Regions from separate parts of the Sus scrofa genome. Here all the other regions are linked to region 1. A link is a contact called in public Hi-C and HiChIP or PLAC-seq data. All regions are on one chromosome and are shown on one strand. The core of a region is the stretch at or near the end of the contact, and the rest is flanking DNA. Distances in the headings are between cores, read along the strand shown.

Region 1 (3,503 bases), core at 780-3,279:
ACGAGTTATCCAAGTGAGAGATGATGATGGCCTGGACCTGCATAGTAACAGTGAAGGTGGTGAGAAACATCTGGAGTCTGTTGTTTGTTTTTTATGTTGTGCCAACTAGATGTGCTGAGGAATTAGCTTTGGAATACGAAAGAAGTAAGGAATTAAAGTCTCGAGGCTTTTTGGTTTGAGCAACTGGAGGGATAAAGTTGCCATTTATAGCTTTGGGGAAGTGTGCAGGAAGTTAAATGGATACAACAGGAGTTTGGGGACATGTTAAGTTTAATAGGTCCATTATACATCCAAAAAGAGATAGTGATCTAGGTTTCAGAGATGTGTGAGTTAGAGAGAAAACTGGAGAGACACCAGTGGCATTTAAAGTCATGAGACTTGATAACATTACCTGAGGAATGACTGCAGACATTGAAAAGGAGAGGGTCAAGGACTGAGCCTTAAGGATATTCTAGCAACAAGAAATGGATGAGAAAATGGAGTTCCGGTAGTGGTGCAGCAGATCCATAGGATGCAGGTTTGCTCCCTGGCCTCACTCAGTGGGTTAAGGATCCAGCATTGCCATGAGCTGTGGTGTAGGTTGCAGAAGTGGCTCAGATCTGGTGTTGCTGTGGCCAGCACTGTAGTTCCAATTCAACCCCTAGCCTGGAAACTTCCATATGCTGTGGGTGTGAGTCTTAAAGAAGGAAAGGAGGAGTTCCCATTGTGGCTCAGTGGTTAACAAATCCAACTAGGAACCGGGAGGTTTCGGGTATGATCCCTGGCCACTCAGTGCGTTAAGGATCTGGCGTTGCCGGTGAGCTGTGGTGGGTCACAGACGCAGCTCGGATCCTGCATTGCTGTGGCTCTGGCGTAGGGCGGTGGCTACAGCTCTGATTCGACTCTAGCCTGGGAACCTCCATATGTCGCGGGTGCAGCCATAGAAAAGGCAAAAAGACCAAAAAAAAAAAAAAAAAAAAAAAAAAAAGGAAAGAAAAGAAAACAGCGAAGAACCTTGAGGAGATGCCTGTGAGGTAGAAGGAAAGTCAGGAGGTCATGATGTCCTGGAAGCCACGTGAAGAAAATGAACATAAAAGGAAAGAGATCAGTTGCATTAAATAAGATACTATAAAGAGCTGAAAATTGGTCATTGCCCTTGGCACCCTAGCAAAAGTGATTTAAAGTACAGTGGAGAGGTAGAAACCTCACTGAAGTGAGCTCAAGAGAGAATGGAGGCGTTCCCACTGTGGCTCAGTGGGTTAAGGTCCTGACGGCAGCAGCTGCGGTGGCTTTGGAGATTCAGGTTCAATGCCGGGTGCACTGGGTTAAGGATCCACACTGCCGCAGCTGTGGCATAGGTCGCAGCAGTGGCTTGGATTTGATCCCTGGCCCAAGAACATCCATATGCGGCAAGTACGAGTGAAAAAAGAAAAAAGAGAGAATGGAGGAGTTTGTTGCAAAGGGGAACAGGGAAATGATGAGGGTCAAGTTTTTGTTTGCTTACGATGGGGATAATAAAAGTATACATGATGACACAAATAATCCGGTAAAGAGGGGAAAGAGAACGCAATGGGGGAAAATAATTACTAAAGCTACGCCTTCAGACAAGAGGTAATGGGATCCAGTACAAAGTATGAGGATGCAGGTGCAGGCAAGCAAATGAGGCAGCATGGGCAGTGGAAGCCTGCTCTGGAAAGTGTCTCCAGCTCACACACACACACACACACACACCCCACTACACACTCAATCCCCTTCCTCCAGACTGTCTCCGGATTTCTCCAGATCCCATCCAGCTCACGCTATTCTGAGTTAAGTCGCCAAGAACTGAGGTAACTAAATGTGTGTCTCCCCAATATCCTGAGACCGTCTCCCGAGGCTGCATCGAAGTCACTTCTGAATTTTCCTCCAAACACCTCCAAGCCCTGGCCCAGAGCTCCGCAAACTGCGGTTGCTGAATTAGCCCAAAGAGCCCCAGGCAGCTGCTACGCTGCTGGTTTCATAAAGGGGGGCGGTCCTAGCCTTGAGCTTAGGGCCTACGGACATTCGAGCAGCGGCCAGGCTCGCTCCCTTTATTCCTCTACTCCCAGCTCTCTAAGCCCACAGCCAGAGGGCTGATCTTGGTCCAAAGCGGCCACCGTATCGCATGTCCGCTGATATCGATAAAGGTTCTAGGTTGGTGGGGTGGGGCTAACAGTGAGGGGGAGGGGCCTGAAGACGAAAATGGGTGAGGATTGGACCGAGCGGAGTTTAAGTCCGAACTCTGGACGGAGACTAGAGGCAGCTTAAAGAGGCGGAGCCTAGTGAAGGAGCGGGGCGGAGATTGGGCTGAGGGCGGTGTCGGCCTGAGGATTGGGCCCCGCTCTCCGGGGCGGTGCTTGAGGGGGCGGTGCCGTGTCGGAAGTCAAAGGTCAGTAAATAGTGATGATGTCATGCGGGCAAGATGGCGGAAGGGTGAGCCCGTCATCTAGTTCTCGGGCGTTGGGCCCTGAATTCTCCCAGGGTTGGGGTGCTGGGCCAGGGTCCCCGCGGGGAGCTGGAGGCCAGCGTGGGCGTGGACGGAGCTGAAAAGGCGGGGAGTCGCAGAGTGAGGGGGTGGGGAAGCGGCTTTCGAAGCCTCGGTCCGCGGGCCACATCTGAGGGGGAAGCTGAGACCCGATTTTTGCGCGGGCGAAAGTCGCACCGCGGGGCCGCCAGATGTGTCTGTCTTCCACAGGGAGGACGTGGGATGGTGGCGGAGCTGGCTGCAGCAGAGCTACCAGGCAGTCAAGGAGAAGGTAAGCCGGGCCAGCGCCCTTTCTAGGGTAGGGCCCCGCGCCGCCTCACTGCAACCTGGTCCGAGCCACCCCGCCTGACCTGTGTGGCCGCCAAGCCTCTGGGATGAAACCGACTGAGGCCCTACTTTTAGCTCCTGTTGGTCTAAGGGAGAACACAGCCCGACTCAGACCAGTGTCTAACTACCGTGAAATAAAGACAGTCTTAGAGGCTGGAGCGACCGTGTCGTGGAAACCCATGGGAAGGAACTATTTATTTTTGCTTGGAAAGTACACAGCTTCGTAGAAGAGAGAACATTTGATCTAGACCTTGAAGAAAAAGGATTCTAGAAATAGAAGCTTACTCTTATATTCATTCAAATATTAAGAGTCTATGCCACAGCCAGCACTCTCTGACAGGTCCTGAGGATACCGATGTTAGCCAAACAGATGCAGTCCTGGGTCTCCCAAAACTCAGTCCAGTGGGGAGACAGCAATCCCTGTGGGATGAGTGAGACTTGGCTTTGCCAGTGGACAGTGCCCTGTGCATTCCTGTTTCATTCCATGCTAGTTTGTCAAAACCAACCCAACTGAATTCTGGAAAAAGTTAATTACTATTTACCTCAAGCAACTGGGGTGAGTCCTGCTTCAAGGCTGACTCCAGGAGGCTTCCCTCCTACAGCCCAGCAAATCTAAGAATGCCTGAGGTGTTTATGTTGTTGATGAAGACTCAGAGAATTTCAATCTGAGGCGTAATGGAAGAGACCCCAAAGT
Region 2 (3,780 bases), core at 504-3,003, 51 kb after region 1:
CTCCAGGACACACACCCTCCATCCAAGCCCTGCCAGCTGGTGCGGGCAGTGCCTGGCAGCATTGTGGGTTCCCTATTGTGGCTGAGACAGAGAGGCAGGTCACGATGTCCATCCCTTAGTGGCAGTGGGTGGAGAAGTCACTGTCCTGTCAGTGAGCTGCAGTGGGCCATGGTGCCCTTTCCTGTCCCCAAAGCTAACTCTTCTTGCCTCCCATTCTGACCAGGCAGCCCCAGGTCTCAACAGAGAATTCTTCCAAGGCTTTCCTTATAGTTCCCAGCCCCTTTTTGTAGGTCTCTCCAAACTCTGTTACCCGCAGCTACAGGTATCTGCTGTGTGCCCTTGGGCATGTCAGTTTCCCTTTCTGAACCTCTGTCCTAGTCTGTAAAATGGGGGGGGGGGGCACTAATGAAGCCAAGTGTAGCCTTGGAGTGGGGGCAGGGATGGAGGCTACAAGAGTGAGTGCTGAATGTAGAAGCCACCTCCTCTGTGGTCGGACCTGTGGGCGTTCCTGATTTCTTAGGCCCTGAGGTGTCTCCACACCTCATAACCTCAGCCCTCCCAGGAGGCCTTATTTGTAGGAAGGAGGGAGTGAAGGAGGGACGTGCTGAGCTCTGCCTTTGCAACTTTGCTTCCTTCAGCCCCCATCCCCTTCCTCTTGGGGACGGACACACACACATCCCAGCCAGCCAGGACTCTGGGGTTCCCCCTGGTCTGCTCTGGGGGAGTGGCAGGAGATTCCAGCTGGAGCGTCTCCAGCCACCTCTACCTGGCCCCTGACTCCTGGCTCTGTCACTCAGGCAGGGCCGAAGGCTGGCCTGGTAGCTTGGAGGCTGTCCTCAAGGGGCCATTCAAGGCCTCAGGAACTGGCATGATTTAAGGTTTGTTGAATCCCTTCCTGGGCTTCTTCTGCCAGCTTGGGGAGGGTCTCTGATGCAGGGGAGCCCATGACAAGGGAGAGTGTCAGAGTCAGACAGGTTATGTCCTCATCTGTGAGCCTCAGGCTCCTCAGCTTTCCAACCGGGATGGAGATGCCCCTCAAGGTCACAAGACCACCCCAGACAGGACTTTGACATAGATCCAGGCTGAGGGCAGGAAGGGCCAAGGGTGAGCTTGTCTGTGGGGGTTCGGTGTGACTGGCCACCAGAGGACTGAGAAAAGGAATGAGGGACAGCCCTCACCAGTCTGATCAGAGCGACCCTGCAGCGGGTCAGACTTTCCAGGCTGCCCGGGGCCGGCAGGCAGGAACCTGGGCGGGACCTCGTACTGGTCTCCCGGCCTGAGGGGGTGCAGGACCCAGCCCTGGCCCTGCGGCTTCCACGATCACATTCTCTGGAGCATAACTCGGGACCAGCCGGCTAACGAGTCTGGGCATGTGAGTCTTTCGCAGAGTTCTACGAGGACACTGACTGGGCTGCCAGTGCCCAACCAAGGCTATAGGGGCCACTCCAGAAGCTGGGGTGTCCACCCTGAGAGGTGGGCGGTGAGAGGAGAGGATGACTGCCTTCTCCTCTTTCCTCTAGGAGCCCTTCTCCGCGCGGCTCGCGGAGGCGCCCCCCCTCTCCTTCCCACCCTGGACCCCACCTGCCCCGGCAGCCGTGTGGGCTGGGGGGGCCCAGACCGCCAGCGTCTCCCACTGCGCAAGTGGGGCCAGCGACCTGAGCCCGCCTCCGCCCCTCGATTGGGCGCTCATTTAAATGTCCGGCCCCGCCCCGAGCTCCGGGCGCGTATATATGGGCGGCTCGGCGGGCGGCGGGCGGCATTCTGGCGCGGAGCAGAGAGGCGGCGGGCGCAGCCAGCGGGTCGGGCACGGAGCGGGGGTGCAGTCGGTTTCCCCCCGACACCCCTCCCCCTCAGGCGTGAGCCCCACCCCTCCGCCGGCCAGGCCCACCCGACCGAACTATCCCCTGCGGCGCGAGCCCGGGGTGGCTCCGGGCGCCCCCCAGCAGAACCCCCACCATGGGCAGCCAGAGCTCCAAGGCTCCCCGGGGCGACGTGACCACCGAGGAGGCAGCAGGCGCTTCCCCCGCTAAGGTTAACGGACAGGTGGGTGCGTTCGGCCCGGCCCGACCCGGCCCCCTCCTCTCACACCTCGCCCCCTCTAGGGCCCCGGGCCGGGGCCGCGCGCTTTGTCCGGCCCGGGACACGCGGCGCCCCCTCCCCCGCCCGGTCCCTTTGTTCTCGGCGCCGCAGCCCCCGCGGGCGAAGCGAGGGGAGGGGCGGGGAGGGGGCGCCGGCCGGGCCCCGCCGCCTTCTTTGTTCGCGGCCCCGGCCCCCGGCGCTGCCCCCGGCCGCCCCGAGGGCCGCACGGGGAACAAAGGCGCTGCTGGGCCGCGCCAAGGGGGCACCCGGGGACCGCGGGGCGGGCGCCAGGAGGGGAGGGCACTCCCCCCGCAGACCCGACCTCAATAGCCCACGGCCTTTTTTTTTTTTTTTTTTTTTAGGGAGGAGCCGCGGCGTGGGGAGAGCCTGAGGTGGGTGGGGGCCGTTTACACAAAGCAAGAGGCAGGGAAAACAGGCGGTCCAGGTGCGGCGAACAGCGCCCCGGGGCGGCTTCCCGCCCAGTGTCGGCCGCTCGGCTCCCTCGCCCGCCCGGGATCCGCGGCCGCGGGCGGCTCTAGCGCCGAATAGAGAGCGCGCCCCGGGGGAGGGGGCGCCCGGGACCCCAGCGCCTCCTGCCGGCCGCGCCGGTGCGGGGCAGGAGGGGGAGGCTTGACGGGATGCCGGCTCCGGGGGTGCGGCGCAGTGAGTCGGGACCCCGTTGTCTGCGAGAGGTCAGGGGCGGGCTGGGGGAGGGGAGTCAGAGCCCCGGCCCTCACTGCTGTCTCCTCTGCCTTGCAGGAGAACGGCCACGTGAAAAGCAATGGAGACTTATCCCCCAAAGGTGAAGGGGAGTCGCCCCCCGTGAACGAAACAGAGGAGGCAGCCGGGGCCACTGGCGATGCCATCGAGCCAGCACCCCCTGGCCAGGGGGCTGAGGCCAAGGGGGAGGCCCCCCCAAGGAGACCCCCAAGAAGAAGAAGAAATTCTCTTTCAAGAAGCCTTTCAAATTGAGTGGCCTGTCCTTCAAGAGAAATCGGAAGGAGGGTGGGGGCGATTCGTCTGCCTCCTCGCCCACAGAGGAAGAGCAAGAGCAGGGGGAGATCGGTGCCTGCAGCGAGGAAGGCACTGCCCAGGAAGGGAAGGCTGTTGCCACCCCTGAGAGCCAGGAGCCCCAGGCCAAAGGGGCAGAGGCTGGTGCTGCCTCCAAGGGCGGAGACACAGAAGAAGAGGCAGGGCCCCAGGCCACAGAGCCATCCACTCCCTTGGGGCCGGAGAGTGGCCCTACACCAGCCAGCGAGCAGAATGAGTAGCTGGGTGGGGGCAGGTGGGTGACCTCTAAGCTGCAAAAACTGTGCTGTCCTTGTGAGGTCACTGCCTGGACCTGGTGCCCTGGCTGCCTTCCTGTGCCCAGAAAGGAAGGGGCTGTTGCCCCCTAGCCACGTTCCCTCTCCTCTCCCTCCTGTGGATTCTCCCATCATCCATCTGGTCTTCCTCCTAAGGCCAGCTGAAGGTGGTCCCTTGCAGTCTCCCCAGTTAGGTTAGTGATGTGAAATGCTCCTGCCCCTGGCCCTCCCTCCTTCCCTGTCCCCACCCATGCAGAAGGCAGTTGCTGGTTTTCTCCCCCAATTCTTTTCCAAGTAGGTTTTGTTTATTCCCCAAATCCCTGAGCCAGATCTGGGGGTGCCTACACTCCCAAATCCTGAGTGTCCAGCCTTCCCCTGTTGAGTTTCTAGTCTCTCG
Region 3 (3,818 bases), core at 245-2,744, 54 kb before region 1:
TCGAGAATTCGATCCCTGGTCTCACTCAGTGAGTTAGAGATCTGGCGTTGCCGTGAGCTGTGGTGTAGGTTGCATTACTGTGGCTGTGATGTAGGCTGGCAGCTACAGCTCCGATTCGACCCCTAGCCTGGGAACCGCCATATGCCATGGGTGTGACCCTAAAATAAATAAATAAAATAAAATAAAAAGAGGTACAAATTTCCAGATGCAAAATAAATGTCACAGATATGGAAGGTACAGTGTGGGGAATATAGTTAATAATTACGTAATGTTTTTGTGTGGTGACAGATCATAACTAGACTTACGGCATTCATTTTGAAATGTACAGAAATATCCAACAACTATGTTGTATAAAAGGAAATAGCATAGTATTGTAGGTTAATTAAACTTCCAAAGACAAACAAACTCATAGGAAAAGATATCAGATTTGTGGTTATCAGAGGCAGGAGGGGAGAGTTTGAGGGGTGGGGGGAGAATTGAATGAAGGCAGCCAAAACAAACTTTCAGTTATTAAAGTACTAGAGATGTAATATACAACGTGAAAAATAAAACTAACACTGCTGTGAGCTATATATGAAAGTTGTTAACATTAAATGGTAAGAGTTCTTATCACAAAGAAAAATATTTTTTCTGTTTCTTTAATTTTATATCTGTGTGAGATGATGGATGCTCATTAAACGTATTGTGATAATCATTTTATGATGTAGGTCAAATCATTATGCTGTACTCATACACTGCTGTATGTAAATTATATCCGAATAAAACTGGAAGGAAAAAATTAATGAATAAAATTTTAAAGGTGTGATGAGAAATGGGTGATTTATGTAGTTTCAAAGTACCTCCCTATGTAATACTTTACAAATGGAAAAAATGTACCTTTACAGTGGCGAAGCCTGGCAGACGTTTTTAATCAAGGATCCACGTGAACATCATCAGTAATGAGATAAACTGACAAGCTGACAGTGTGGGGCACTTGACGTGATGATGCTTTGAGAAGGAAGCATCACTTCTGTGACAGTCCTGCCAAAACGAATAGTCTGAATCTAGTCAAGGTGACACCCACCAAACCAAACAGCGGGAGATCCAACAATTTAGCTGGCCTGGCCCCCTTGCCACGCCATCCGCACAGCCAATGCCCAGAGTCTGCGCAGCCCCACGCCTCCAGACACGCCGGGCACATTTTCCGAGCCGCCTTCTCGCCGCCACCAGGAGGCTCCGCGCACCTTCTCGCCTTTCGTCGCCGCCGCCTGGCGGGCGCGGCGCTCGGCAGGGGCCGCTGGGCGGGCAGAGACGGCAGGGCCATTGTCCCGCAACCCCTCCCGGGTTCGCAGGCGGACTGGGCCGGGCGGCCGTGCAGTCTGGGAGCCAGCGCGCCCGCCGCCGCCCCGAGGCCAGGTCCTCGGCGCCAGCTGCCCGGGCCTCCTTTGTGACCGTCTCCAGCCCCTCGGAACCCTCGCGCCGCCGCGGCTGCGCCCGAGACTGCAAATGGCGCCCGCTCGCCTCGGCGCCTCCTGCCCTGTCTGGACCGGGGACATCTCGGGGCGCCAAGCCCAGGCCCATCCCGCTGGGCAGGTCCCCCGCCCCCGCCCCCAGAGATGCTCCTGGGCCTTTCCCAGGCAACCCTGATGCCCCGCCACCCTCCGGTGAATACCTACGAGAGTCCCAGAAACAATAACTAGATGGTTTTTTAAATTGTAAAGTGTATTTAAAAGGTATCATTTTAAAGCACAATTCAGTAGCAGTAAGTACATTCATAGCGTTGTGCAACCATCACCACCATCTAGTTGCAAAACTTTTTCATCACCTCAAAGGGAAACCTGCCCCCATTTGTAGCCATTCCCTCCTCCCTGCCCAGCTACTGGCAACCACTTATCTGCTTCTTGTCTCTGTGGATTTGCCTGTTCTGAGTATTTTACATACATGAGATTATACAGTAGATGTCGTTTGTGACTGGTTTCTCTCACCTAGTGCACTATTTTCAAGATTTATCCATGTTGTAACAGGTAACTTTGTTCCTGGAGTTTCCTGATGGCACAGTGGGTTAAGGATCCTGCCTTGGCACTGCTATGACTTGCGTGGCAGCTGAGTGGTGGGTTCAATCCCTTCCCTGGGAATTTCTCTATGTCCTGGGCTCGGCCCCCTCCCCCCTCAGAAAGAACTTCATGACTTTTCTTTTCTTTTTTTTTGGCTGTGCCAGTGGCATCTGAAAGTTCCAGGGCCAGGGATGGAACTTGGGCCACAGCAGTGACCCCAGCCACTGCAGTGACAATGAGGGAGCCTGAACTTGCAAGAAAACTCCAGAACTTTTTTTTTTTTTTTTTTTTTTTTGTCTTTTTGCCTTTTCTTGGGCTGCTCCTGCAGCTTATGGAGGTTCCCAGGCTAAGGGTCTAATCGGAGCTGTAGCCGCCGGCCTACACCACAGCCACAGCCACAGCCACTCGGGATCCGAGCCGCGTCTGCAACCTACACCACAGCTCACAGCAACGCCGGATCTTTAACCCACTGAGCAAGGCCAGGGACCAGACCCTCAACCTCGTGGTTCCTAGTCGGATTTGTTAACCACTGCACCACAACCAGAACTCCCTTTGGAGGATTTTAACTGAAGGACAGGTAGGGGCTGGAGCAGTCATTTAGAACTGATAAATGTGCAGAAGAAAGCTAGCCTGAGAATGAATGAGGAACCTCACACAGGCACGGAGAGGTGGACAAGAAGCATAAACAAGGACAGTAACAGCCTCAGCCTTGACTTTCTAATTCTAGGTGATCTGTTGACTTCCTCTCCTAGGATGCTCAAAAAGTCACCTATTTTATTTCATTTTATTTTATGTCTTTTTAGGGCCACACCCATGGCATATGCAAGTTCCCAGGCTAGGGGTCATATCAGGCTGCTAGCCTACACCACAGCCACAGCAACGCTGGATCCAAGCTGTGTTTGGGACCTACGCCACAGCTCATGGCAACGCTGGATCCTTAACCCACTGAGTGAGGCCAGGGATCGAACCTGAGTCCTCATGGATCCCAGTTGGGTTCGTTACTGCTGAGCCACACGGGGAACTCAAAAAAGTCACCCATTTTAATCTTGAAACAAATCTCTTAAAACTGTTCTCAAACTTTACTTTGCATCAGAATCCCCCGGGGATGGTGCTATTGTTGCTGGTCCTAGAGCCAAACTTTGAGAACCATTATCTTTTTTTTTTTTTTTTTTTTTTTTTGGTATTTTCATGGCGGTGCTCGTGGCATATGGAAGTTCCCAGGCTAGGGGTTGAATCAGAGCTGTAGCTGCTGGTCTACACCACAGCCACAGCAACACAGGATCTGAGCCACGTCTGTAAGCTACACCATAGCTCACAGGAACACTGGATCCTTAACCCACTGACCAAGGCCAGGGATTGAAACTGCGTCTTCATGGATGCTAGTCAGCTTTGTTTCTGCTGAGCCATGACAGGAACTCCAGGAACCATTCTCTCTCTCTCTCTTTTTTTTTTTTTTGGTCTTTTTAGGGCTGCGCCTGAAGCATGTGGACATGTGGAAGCTCCCAGGTCAAATCAAAACCATAGCTGCCAGCCACAGCCACAGCATGGCAACTTGGGATACAAGCCTAGTCTGCAACCTACACTACAGCTCACAGCAACACAGGATCCTTAACCAACTGAGTGAGGCCAGGGATCAAACCTGCATCCTCATGGATATTGGTCGGGTTCATTTCCACTGGGCCCCAATGGGAACTCCAAGAAACATTGTCTTAAGCTTCCCGTTCCTTGAAGCCAAAAGTGCCCTGACCGAGATGGGTGCTTGGATGTCTGCTGCTGAATTCATGG

Evidence for each region. A called contact is a pair of places that touch in the nucleus more often than the background predicts. HiChIP or PLAC-seq counts read pairs in DNA pulled down with a chosen protein or histone mark.
Region 2: an H3K27ac HiChIP or PLAC-seq map of alveolar macrophages shows a contact between it and region 1. The contact joins the promoter of MARCKSL1 here to the promoter of BSDC1 in region 1. A contact is called at or near these places in 2 of 47 Hi-C or Micro-C datasets (both in skeletal muscle) and 2 of 2 datasets of contacts at active chromatin or transcription factors (alveolar macrophages and skeletal muscle).
Region 3: a Hi-C map of liver shows a contact between it and region 1, with 2.0 times the contacts expected there. The contact joins the enhancer-like site here to the promoter of BSDC1 in region 1. A contact is called at or near these places in 1 of 5 promoter capture datasets (liver) and 18 of 47 Hi-C or Micro-C datasets (adipose tissue, embryonic fibroblasts, epiblast stem cells and 8 more).

What each region holds. Positions count from the first base shown.
Region 1 is chr6:88,837,734-88,841,236 of Sscrofa11.1, reverse strand. It overlaps BSDC1 (BSD domain-containing protein 1), which reads left to right and starts at 2,029. Exons shown (of 12, transcript XM_005665183.3): 1 at 2,029-2,386; 2 at 2,693-2,753.
Region 2 is chr6:88,785,745-88,789,524 of Sscrofa11.1, reverse strand. It overlaps MARCKSL1 (MARCKS-related protein), which reads left to right and starts at 1,753. Exons shown (of 4, transcript XM_003356281.4): 1 at 1,753-2,043; 2 at 2,442-2,471; 3 at 2,839-2,986; 4 at 2,989-3,780. The coding sequence starts at 1,957. The coding sequence ends at 3,350.
Region 3 is chr6:88,890,772-88,894,589 of Sscrofa11.1, reverse strand. No RefSeq gene overlaps it. Among named protein-coding and RNA genes, the nearest start is that of ZBTB8A, 30 kb to the left of the region's middle. Within about 2 kb of position 1,494, at least 43 of the 83 cell types and tissues checked have an H3K27ac peak or open chromatin away from gene starts, as enhancers often do. A contact at or near this core is called in adipose tissue, epiblast stem cells, liver and 3 more, where this site is marked.